3 separate regions of the Mus musculus genome follow, and regions 1 and 3 are each linked to region 2. The links are chromatin contacts, called in public Hi-C and HiChIP or PLAC-seq maps. All regions are on one chromosome and are shown on one strand. Each heading gives the region's core, a stretch centred on a gene start, on an enhancer-like site or on the middle of the called end of the contact. The rest is flanking DNA. Distances are from core to core; before and after follow the strand shown.

Region 1 (2,903 bases), core at 133-2,632, 230 kb after region 2:
AGATATTGTTTCCAATCCTGCTTACGTTATAGGATTGTTTCCAGCATAGGACCTGCTTTAATTTTGTCTTCACATACTACTTTGTTTCCATGACTACAGGAACTATGGCAACTGGTTAAAGCCTGTACACATCCTTTGTTTATTGCTCATCCTTGTGCATACTCTAACCTCCCTGATTTGATTGCAGAAGGAAATAAGGACGCTGATGCTTTAACTTGCTCTCTTTTTACTTCTACCAGACATCAATACCTACTACATACTAATGCTAATAGACTTCATGTACAATACCACATCCACTTAGGTAAGTGAGGTACAGTGTATAAGAGTACCCTATGTGGACCCACTTAACATTGTCAATCATGTAGTAGAGTTAACTCCAGAGGTGAAAAAACTAATAAAATTATAGCAAATTAATATCACTCACTTTGCTCTTGTTGCTTGGATTCTGTACCTACATGTTTGCATTGTTGCATTGTCTTAGAGTTTCCATTGCTGTGAAGAGACACCATGACCACAAAGACTCTTATAAGGAAACATTTAATTGGGGCTAGCTTACAGAGGTTAGTCCATTGTGGTGGGAATCATGGTGACATGCAAGCAGACATGGTGCTGGAGAGTTACCTGAGAGTTTTCCATCAAGATCATTAGGCAGCAGAAAGAGTGAAGCATTAGGCCTGCCTTGAGACTCCGGGACCTCTAAGTGTGCTTCCAGTGACAGTCTTTCTCTAACAAAGCCACACCTACTCCAACAAGGCCATACCTTTAATAGTGCCACTTTTTGTGGGGTTATGGGGACCATTTTTATTCAAACTACCACATATATTTTCTAAACTTTTTTGGGTTCTACCTTAATCTTTAGAAAATACTTCTGCAGTAGGCTATTTTCTTATGTAAACTTTGGCTGTTATGGGAGTGTGCACTTCTATAAAAAAATGAACAATGGACCAGTTTATAATAGCAAAACATTTAAGAACTTCTGTAAAGGATAAAATATTAATCATATTACAGATATTCCTATAATCCTCAAGGTCAAGGCATAATTGGAAGAGCACATAGAACATTGAAATAATTATTAAAAAATAAAAAGGGGGAGGAACAAGGGATATTCTTGCATTTTACTTATTTATTCTTAATTTTTAAAATTTGTCCAAAGGTGATATATGTTCAAGAGGTCAATAATATTCCTCTAAGGAGCATTATTAAAGGCCTTTTTGGTTTAAACAGTTTGAGACTTGGAAGCCCAGTTAGCTAAAAGAAAAATTGGGAAAGAATATGCATCTGTTCCTCATTTTGATCTTCCTGTCATTGCTCAGGATTGGGCAATCGGGCTGCTGGCAAGCATGCTCAGGGGCTGAGTCGGCTACAACCTCTAGACTGCTATACACCACTCTATTGGTGCACTCAGCAAGGCCATGTTTCTCATCCACCCTTGTTAGTCTCTCATAGTTGTAGTACCACAGGCCAAGGCTACCATCCATCAAAGCCTTCTCTCACATCTGTCACAGCCGTAGCATTTCTAGTTCTGCCTCTCTTCACAGAGCCCTCACAGTTTCATCCCTCCATCTTTCCCACCTCTCTATTGCATATTTGTTTGTCATAGGGGAACTGGAAACTGTAGTGTGTCACAGAGCATTCTTTTTTTTTCCCCCCCAACAGCTTTACATGCAAATATTTATTGCAATGAGTTCTTGGTCTTATTCAAGGTTTCTGGTTTCTGAAGCACCATGAACACTGAACCATTGCCAAGACTCATCTAGGCTATCCTGCCTTTGCCCAGAGTCAGGGTGATGTTATGGCTAAGCAGGACATCCGCAGTTGACATATGGGAGCTCCTAGATGCTGCACACCTCCCTGCCTTTGATATCTGCAGTCCCAGGGTTCATCGGATTCCACCTTTGTGCTTGTAGCCTGTGGGTACAGCTGTTGCCCTGAATGTTTTGTCTCCTGTCTGCCCATCTTAGAGCAAACAGCCTGGGCTGGAGCCACAGCTACTCCCTGATCCGGACCAGCTGGGATCTTACTAGCACCCACTCACTAAGGATATGTTTTCTCAGGAGCTTCAGCCACTGCACACCTCTGGACTTGACTGTTGTGCTTGTAGGCTATCAGTGGTGCTTGCCCTGAGCTATCCATCTCCCACCAGGGCAAGCAGCACACGCTCAGTCATGACAGCTCCATGCTGGGAGATAGACAGCAGGCCTAGGGCCAGCCGTATTCAGTAATGACCTATTTCTGTGGGAGCTTCAGGCAGATGCATATCTACCTGTCATCAGTGCCAGCCACCCCACAGCTCATCAGGCACGACCTTTCTCCTTGCAGCTTTTCATTCCAATTTCATGAATACACCTTTTAAAAGCATCTTCCCATAGACTTGACTTTTTCCTCCTTAGTTGTTCCTGAGATCTTGTGGGCTCTGCAGACTCCTTTTCTACCACCACCGCGTACCCTTCAGAGCCTTCATGGGTCTCTCAGACTCCTCGGAGATCCATGGCAAGTGCCAGCAGCCACTACTGTTGTTATTTTCCATATATATATATATATATATATATATATATGTGCCATGGATATGTGTATATACACATACACATATATATTCACACATATATATGTATATATGTATATATGTGTGTATGTGTATATATATGTATATATATGCCTTTAATACTATAAACTTGCCCTTTAGAACAGCCTATTGTGTCCCACAAGTTTGGGTATATTGTATATCATTTCATTTTTATTGAATTCTATAAAGTCTGACTTCTTCATTTCTATCTTGACCCCATTTTGGTTTAGTAGAAAGTTATTCAGTTTCCATGTGTTTGTGAGATTTCTGTTATTTTTGTTCTTGTTTTATCCAGCTTTAATGTGTGGTAGACAGAAAGGATGCAGGATGTTATTTTGAT
Region 2 (2,905 bases), core at 102-2,601:
CTGCTGCCTGAAGATCCAGATGTAGGACTCTCTGCTACCTCTCCCGCAGCCTATCTGCCTACTGCCACCATGCTTCCCACCATGATGACAATGGACTAAACCTCTGAACTGTAAGCCGGTTTTTCCTTTATATGAGTTGCCAGTGGGTATGGTGTCTGTTTACAGCAATAAAATCCTAATGCAAAGGGCACATGTGGGCAGTCTCCTTGACATACCTCCCCTGGGCTTCATTCCTCCAGCCAGTTCACGCATTCAGTGTCGTGCAGTTCTTACTACGTCTTAACCGAGTTTGTTAAAGTTTAGTTTCTTTATAAAATTAGCATAAGCAAGGGTGGACAATGAGAACATGGCGAAGATAAAGAGCATTGACTTGTGTAAGACACCAGTGACGTGGTCAACACACACCTTCCTTTCCTTTAGAGTATTTCCCCCCTCTCCAGGCTTCTCACGGCACTTAACATTATCTAAGGAAAGAGACTTAACTTGGTTCCCAACTGCAGTGCTTTATTATGAGTCAGAGATTTTTGTCTGCAGGTGAACCCTCAACCCTTTCATTTCTGGTTGGTTTGGTTTTTTTTTTTTTTTTTTTTTTTTTTTTAATCACTGCCATTCCTCATACTTTGTGGTTTTTTGGAGATGCGTTTTTTCATGGGAAGCTACTGGAGAAAAGTTGAATTCTACAGGAAGGTACCTTGGACGAAATTGCAGCCATTTAGTGGCTGAGCAGAGTGGCCACTAGAGGGCAGCAAATAGTCTTGTCTATGTATGAAGGCAACTCTGGCTCAGAGCACAGAACACCACAGAAAAGGAAAAGACATGTGGGACAGACATTTTGGCGTCCTTCTTTGCATTTAACTGTACATTCTTTGATGGAGAGATTTGTGGATTTTAGTGCTAGTGAGGTTATTAAAGACAAAGGAAACCGGAAGGAATAAAGTTTCTATAAGAGCAGGTTCACAGCGGTGTTGATGGCTCTCCTGCTATAGACATCTTAAGTCTTTAGCATAAAATTAGACTTCTTGGCTCTGCAGGAGGCCGAGGGATGGGGTTTCTCTGTTACTCAGTCAGCCAGAATGCCCTCACATTTGAGAACCACTACATTTACAGAAAGTGGGTATGTTTGCTTGCTTACTGTTTAGTTTATGACACATACAAGTATGGCTGTTCTGCATTACTGAACACACATAAACATAAAAATTAAAAACACAGACACCAAATTGAAGTTTACATGGCAACTTTCCACATGGCATCTGGAGGACAGTGGGAAGAACAGATGCTAATTAACACTATCTAAGTGACCATTCTGGTGTCATGATTTTGTTTTACTCCAGCAGTCAGTAGGAGGCAGCATGAGTCTCTGTAGAGGTTTTATTTTTGCTTCAACGATGTCCTCTGAAGTTCTATCTTTATCTCCCCCTCTCTGTTTTTCTGCCATCTCACAATGTAACATCTTTAAAGATTGACTTTTGTGTATATGACTCTTTTGCCTACATGTATGCCTGTGCACTATGTGCATGCTTGGTGCTCTTGGAGGCCAGGAGAAGGCACTAGACCCCCTGGAACTGGTTGTCTGGAAGAGAAGTCAGGCTTCTTATTGACGGAGTTATCTCTCCAGTCCCCCATTACTAACATTTGATGTTTGAAAATGTCATATTTTACTACATATGATCTTAAATGTTCCTCAAGGGTCCATGTGTTAAGGGCTTTCTGTTTCTCCTGAGCAGGATAACTTAGTTCCATTAACATAACAGGGTTAATATCTCTTTTTAATGATCACTTACTGCATGCCTGGCCCAATGCTCAAAAGAAGCACATGCAGAGGAGCCCCCACTCTGTAGGGGAGGAAGGAGACTATACGAGGTCTGGGGTCACCCAAGTGTTTACCCAGATTTCAAAGGAAACGGTGAGAGGCCAGGCCATGTGTGGTAGGACTGAGGTCCCTGCAGGTGCTGAACAAACTATGGGAGTATAGCCTAAGATACTGTGGGGACAATCCAGGAATGTGGAATGTCCCCTGAAGAAGACTGCAGGCAGCGGCCATACCCGATCAACCGAAAGAGAGAAGCCACTTGGGCCACAAGTGGTGAGACTGTAAGTGGGCAGGAAAGGAAAGAATTGTAGGTGTTATGATATGGTATATACAGGGAGTCCTGGGAGCGTGCGGTGGAACTGGCTGCAGATATCAAGGTTGAGAAACCCTGGCCAGGCTTAAGTAACAACACAAGGGGCTGGTGAGATGGCTCGGTAGGTTAAGGTGCATGCTACCAAGCTTGATATCCTGGGTTCCATCCACATGACAGATGAAAAGAGCTGACTTCTCAGAGTTGTCCTCTGACCTCTACACGCAAACCTCCCTACATGCACAATCACTAAAAGTAATTCTTAAAAAGAAACAATACAAGAAAACTAAAACCCACTTCCCTCCTCCAAGGTTGGCCTGGAGACTTTGTAATGTGTAACCTGGGCTCAGCTGAGTGACAGCTCCTCATCCCAGCTTCAAGGGTTGCCTGGCAGCACACTAACCAGATAGGACTCTTGAGCTCCTGGTGGGCAGGGGGAAGCAGCAGCTACCTGTTAGCTCGTATGGACTATTGCTGATCCATGACCTCACCTCTATAATATACACACTGGCTCTTCAACTCTCCACTTTCCCAGGATTCCCCTTAATGCCTCTGACCTTCAAGTCCTGTGATAAAGGCTTCTCATTTCTACAGGACACGCATATCATGTATATCACAAGAATAAAGAACAGCATGTTACTCCATCCACATGAGCTCCACATCATGCCTGTGTTTCAACCACCTCTTGTTCTGTCTGATTTTTTAAAAATTTTGCTTATTTTTTAAAAATATTTATGTATTTATTATATGTAAGTACACTGAAGCTGTCTTCAGACACTCCAGAA
Region 3 (2,961 bases), core at 341-2,840, 240 kb after region 2:
TGTGTTCCAAAATCTATAAACTGAGTGGAGACATCTCGAAATGGCCAATTTTGATTCCACGGTTTTTCAGAAATTATAAACACAGTAACCCCAGTGTCCATCAAACCTTTAATTTCAACATCATTTACCATTAACCTTAATTTTGGTCTTTCATTAATAATGATAGTTTGCCAAAATACTTTCCTCCCAGTACTTCTAAATCTTCTTGTCATATTTATTGAAGCTGCTTTACCTTTGTGATATGGAAGTAATGATAATTGAGCAGTCCTATCACTTGGCTATAGTTGTATAGTTTTCTTAACATAAGCCATGATTTAGTTTCACATTGATAATCTTCATCTATTAGTTCTGCCTGTACAATAAACCTGAGAGCTGTGAAACTACTTCCCAAAATATCCCTACTGGTTCTGTACAAAGACCATACACACCACTAGCTATTTTATAACAATTAATTTGTGGAGACAGTGTAAGATGTTTACCCACTGCTGAGTCAAAAGCAGCACTATCTGTAGCAGTAATACCATGCACTAAATCTCTAATACTGACTTTATGTTCTCTAGCCTTCTTTGTGAGCTATTTTGTTACTGACAGGATGTTGTTGGCTCATGTTGTTTGCTCTTGGGTGCTGAGTTGGGCTCTCTGAGTTGTGGTATCCTCTGGTAAAAATTTGCCTTAGACATCTCCTACTGATTGGCAGTCATTAGCCCAATGTCTGGCTTTTCCACATTTATTCCAAATTCTTGCTGTTATATTTTGATTATTTTGAAATGAGTCATTTCCTTTAGTATGCAAATTTTTACATTCTTTTTTCAAAATGTTCAAACTTCCAAAGTTAAGGCATCATGTTTTCTGAGAGTTAAGACCGTTACCTAAGGCTTGTCAAGTTAAAGTTGTATTATATGCAGCTGATATACAATATCAGCATCAGCTTTATTCCGTTAATCTAGATTGGCAAGTTGAATTTTTAATGATAGTTATTTGCATGTTCAAAAGCCAAAGATTCAAGTAGCACCTTTCTTATATCTGGATCTGCTATTGTTCTTCGCACTGCTGAAGTTAAGCTTTGCAGTAAGTCAGTGTAAGCACCTCCCGGACTTGTGATAATTTTACCAAAAGATGTAGTCATTTTTCCTGGTCCTCAACTCTATCCTATGCCCTTAAAGGCACAAAAAAAATCCCTTGTGCTATAGTGGTATCCTCAAGTTGTACCTATATGTCAGTCAGCAAATTGACCTTCACTTAAAAAACGATCCTATTATAAATATTCCTTTAGCCTGATTACATTGTTCTGTGGCCATTGATTCCTCTCTCCACCATGTAAGCCATTGTAATTGAGGACCAACTTCTAATATAGCTGTCATTAAATCCTTCCACTCTGTGGTATAATTCTATTCTGCATAGCCCGATTGTTTATTATCTGTCTCACAATGCATCTTTTAATCACCTTAAATCTGTCCCATCTATAGGTTTCCAATCAATCTGAACATAACCTTGAGGATGCTATCTGCGTGAATCTAATGCTTTGTTACTGAAAACACTTAAGGTGTTATTTTAAGACCCAGGCAATAATTCCTCCATGCTGGCACAAGGTGGCAGCAAAGATCTATGATTAAACACATCTCTTTTTTAATGAAAGGGCTCAGCTTGGTGTAACTCTTGTCCAAACACTGTTTTTGTTTTTGTCTTTTATACCTTCCCTCTTGTTTCAGGAAGTAACTTTTTCCTCCTCCATATCCTTTCTCTTGTTTTGGGAATAAACTCCTTTGTCTCAAGAGCTTTTCTACTTGTCTATTTAATATCTGAAGTTGTGCAGTAAATTCAAGGTCTTTTTCTAGGTCAATCTCATCTGCAGGAGGGGAAGGAAATTCCTCTCCTTACTTGTATCACTTCCAGTTTCTTCTGAGGTACCTTCTCATTTGTTGACAGATTAATCTGCTGTACATTGAATCTCTATATTTCTGACTTTTCATACTGTAATGGTTCTAAGACATTTGAAATTAAAGTACATAACAACTAAATATTTGTAGATATTTCATCCCCTTCTGGTGGGCCTATCTTAAAGACTTTAGCACTTGAATCCAGAAAAAATAAAATTTTATTTATTTTATTTTATTTTATTTATTATTCTTCAATAATTTATTCACTTTGCATCCCTAACATGGGAGAAGCTGGGACAGGATCCTTCTGGTTGCCATCTGCACCTAGAGTTAAGGCTGTTCCGCAGTCCTCTGTACACGGGGCCTTCCAGGAGAGAGCTGGTCTCCCAGGAGAGCTCTCACTCCTGGGCTCAGAGGTGAGATCTCCATTTTCTCTCCAATAACCGTCCAAAGCAGGACTGGCCAGGAGCACACAGGGCACAGGAACAGTGTAACAGCTGGGACAGGATTTTTCCGGTTGCAGTCTACAAACAGGAGCTAAAGCTGTTCCACAATCCTTGGTACACAGGTCCCACCAAAAGAGCTGGTCTCCCAGGAGTGCTGATGCAGACTTACAGGCCCACAGGAGGGACAAGCTCTAGCCAGAAACAGCAAGACCAACTAACACCAGAGATAATCAGATGGGAAAGCACAATAAACCAGAAAGGCAAGCACAAGAATGTTACCAACAGAAACCAAAGCTACTAGGCATCGTCAGAACCCAGTTCTCCCACCACAGCAAGTCCTGGATGCCCATACACACTGGAAAAGCAAAATTTGGATTTAAAATCAAATTTCATGATGCTGATAGAGGACTTTAAGAAGGACATAAATAACCCCCTTAAAGAAATACAGGAGAACACAGGTAAACAGGTAGAAGCCCTTAAACAGGAAACACAAAAATCCCTTAAAGAATTACAGGAAAACACAACCAAATTGGTGAAGAAATTGAATAAAATCATCCAGGATCTAAAAATGGAAGTAGAAACAACAAAGAATCCACAAAGGGAGACAACTCTGGAGATAGAAAACCTAAGAAAGAGAT

The links. Hi-C and Micro-C count contacts between places; a contact is called where the count stands out from the background. HiChIP or PLAC-seq counts read pairs in DNA pulled down with a chosen protein or histone mark.
Region 1: a contact with region 2 is called in an H3K27ac HiChIP or PLAC-seq map of the NIH/3T3 cell line, with 6 times the contacts expected there. The contact joins two enhancer-like sites. A contact is called at or near these places in 1 of 15 datasets of contacts at CTCF or cohesin (the NIH/3T3 cell line), 6 of 484 Hi-C or Micro-C datasets (the AML12 cell line, embryonic fibroblasts, embryonic stem cells and 2 more) and 1 of 115 datasets of contacts at active chromatin or transcription factors (the NIH/3T3 cell line).
Region 3: a contact with region 2 is called in a Hi-C map of pancreatic cancer cells, with 4 times the contacts expected there. The contact joins two enhancer-like sites. A contact is called at or near these places in 15 of 484 Hi-C or Micro-C datasets (the AML12 cell line, the HL-1 cell line, adipose-derived mesenchymal stem cells and 7 more).

Annotation. Positions count from the first base shown.
Region 1 is chr3:57,221,195-57,224,097 of GRCm38.p6, reverse strand. No RefSeq gene overlaps it. Among named protein-coding and RNA genes, the nearest start is that of Tm4sf1, 79 kb to the left of the region's middle. Within about 2 kb of position 1,382, at least 20 of the 459 cell types and tissues checked have an H3K27ac peak or open chromatin away from gene starts, as enhancers often do. A contact at or near this core is called in the NIH/3T3 cell line, where this site is marked.
Region 2 is chr3:57,446,522-57,449,426 of GRCm38.p6, reverse strand. No RefSeq gene overlaps it. Among named protein-coding and RNA genes, the nearest start is that of Tm4sf4, 23 kb to the right of the region's middle. Within about 2 kb of position 1,351, at least 20 of the 459 cell types and tissues checked have an H3K27ac peak or open chromatin away from gene starts, as enhancers often do. A contact at or near this core is called in the NIH/3T3 cell line and pancreatic cancer cells, where this site is marked.
Region 3 is chr3:57,202,915-57,205,875 of GRCm38.p6, reverse strand. No RefSeq gene overlaps it. Among named protein-coding and RNA genes, the nearest start is that of Tm4sf1, 98 kb to the left of the region's middle. Within about 2 kb of position 1,590, at least 9 of the 459 cell types and tissues checked have an H3K27ac peak or open chromatin away from gene starts, as enhancers often do. A contact at or near this core is called in pancreatic cancer cells, where this site is marked.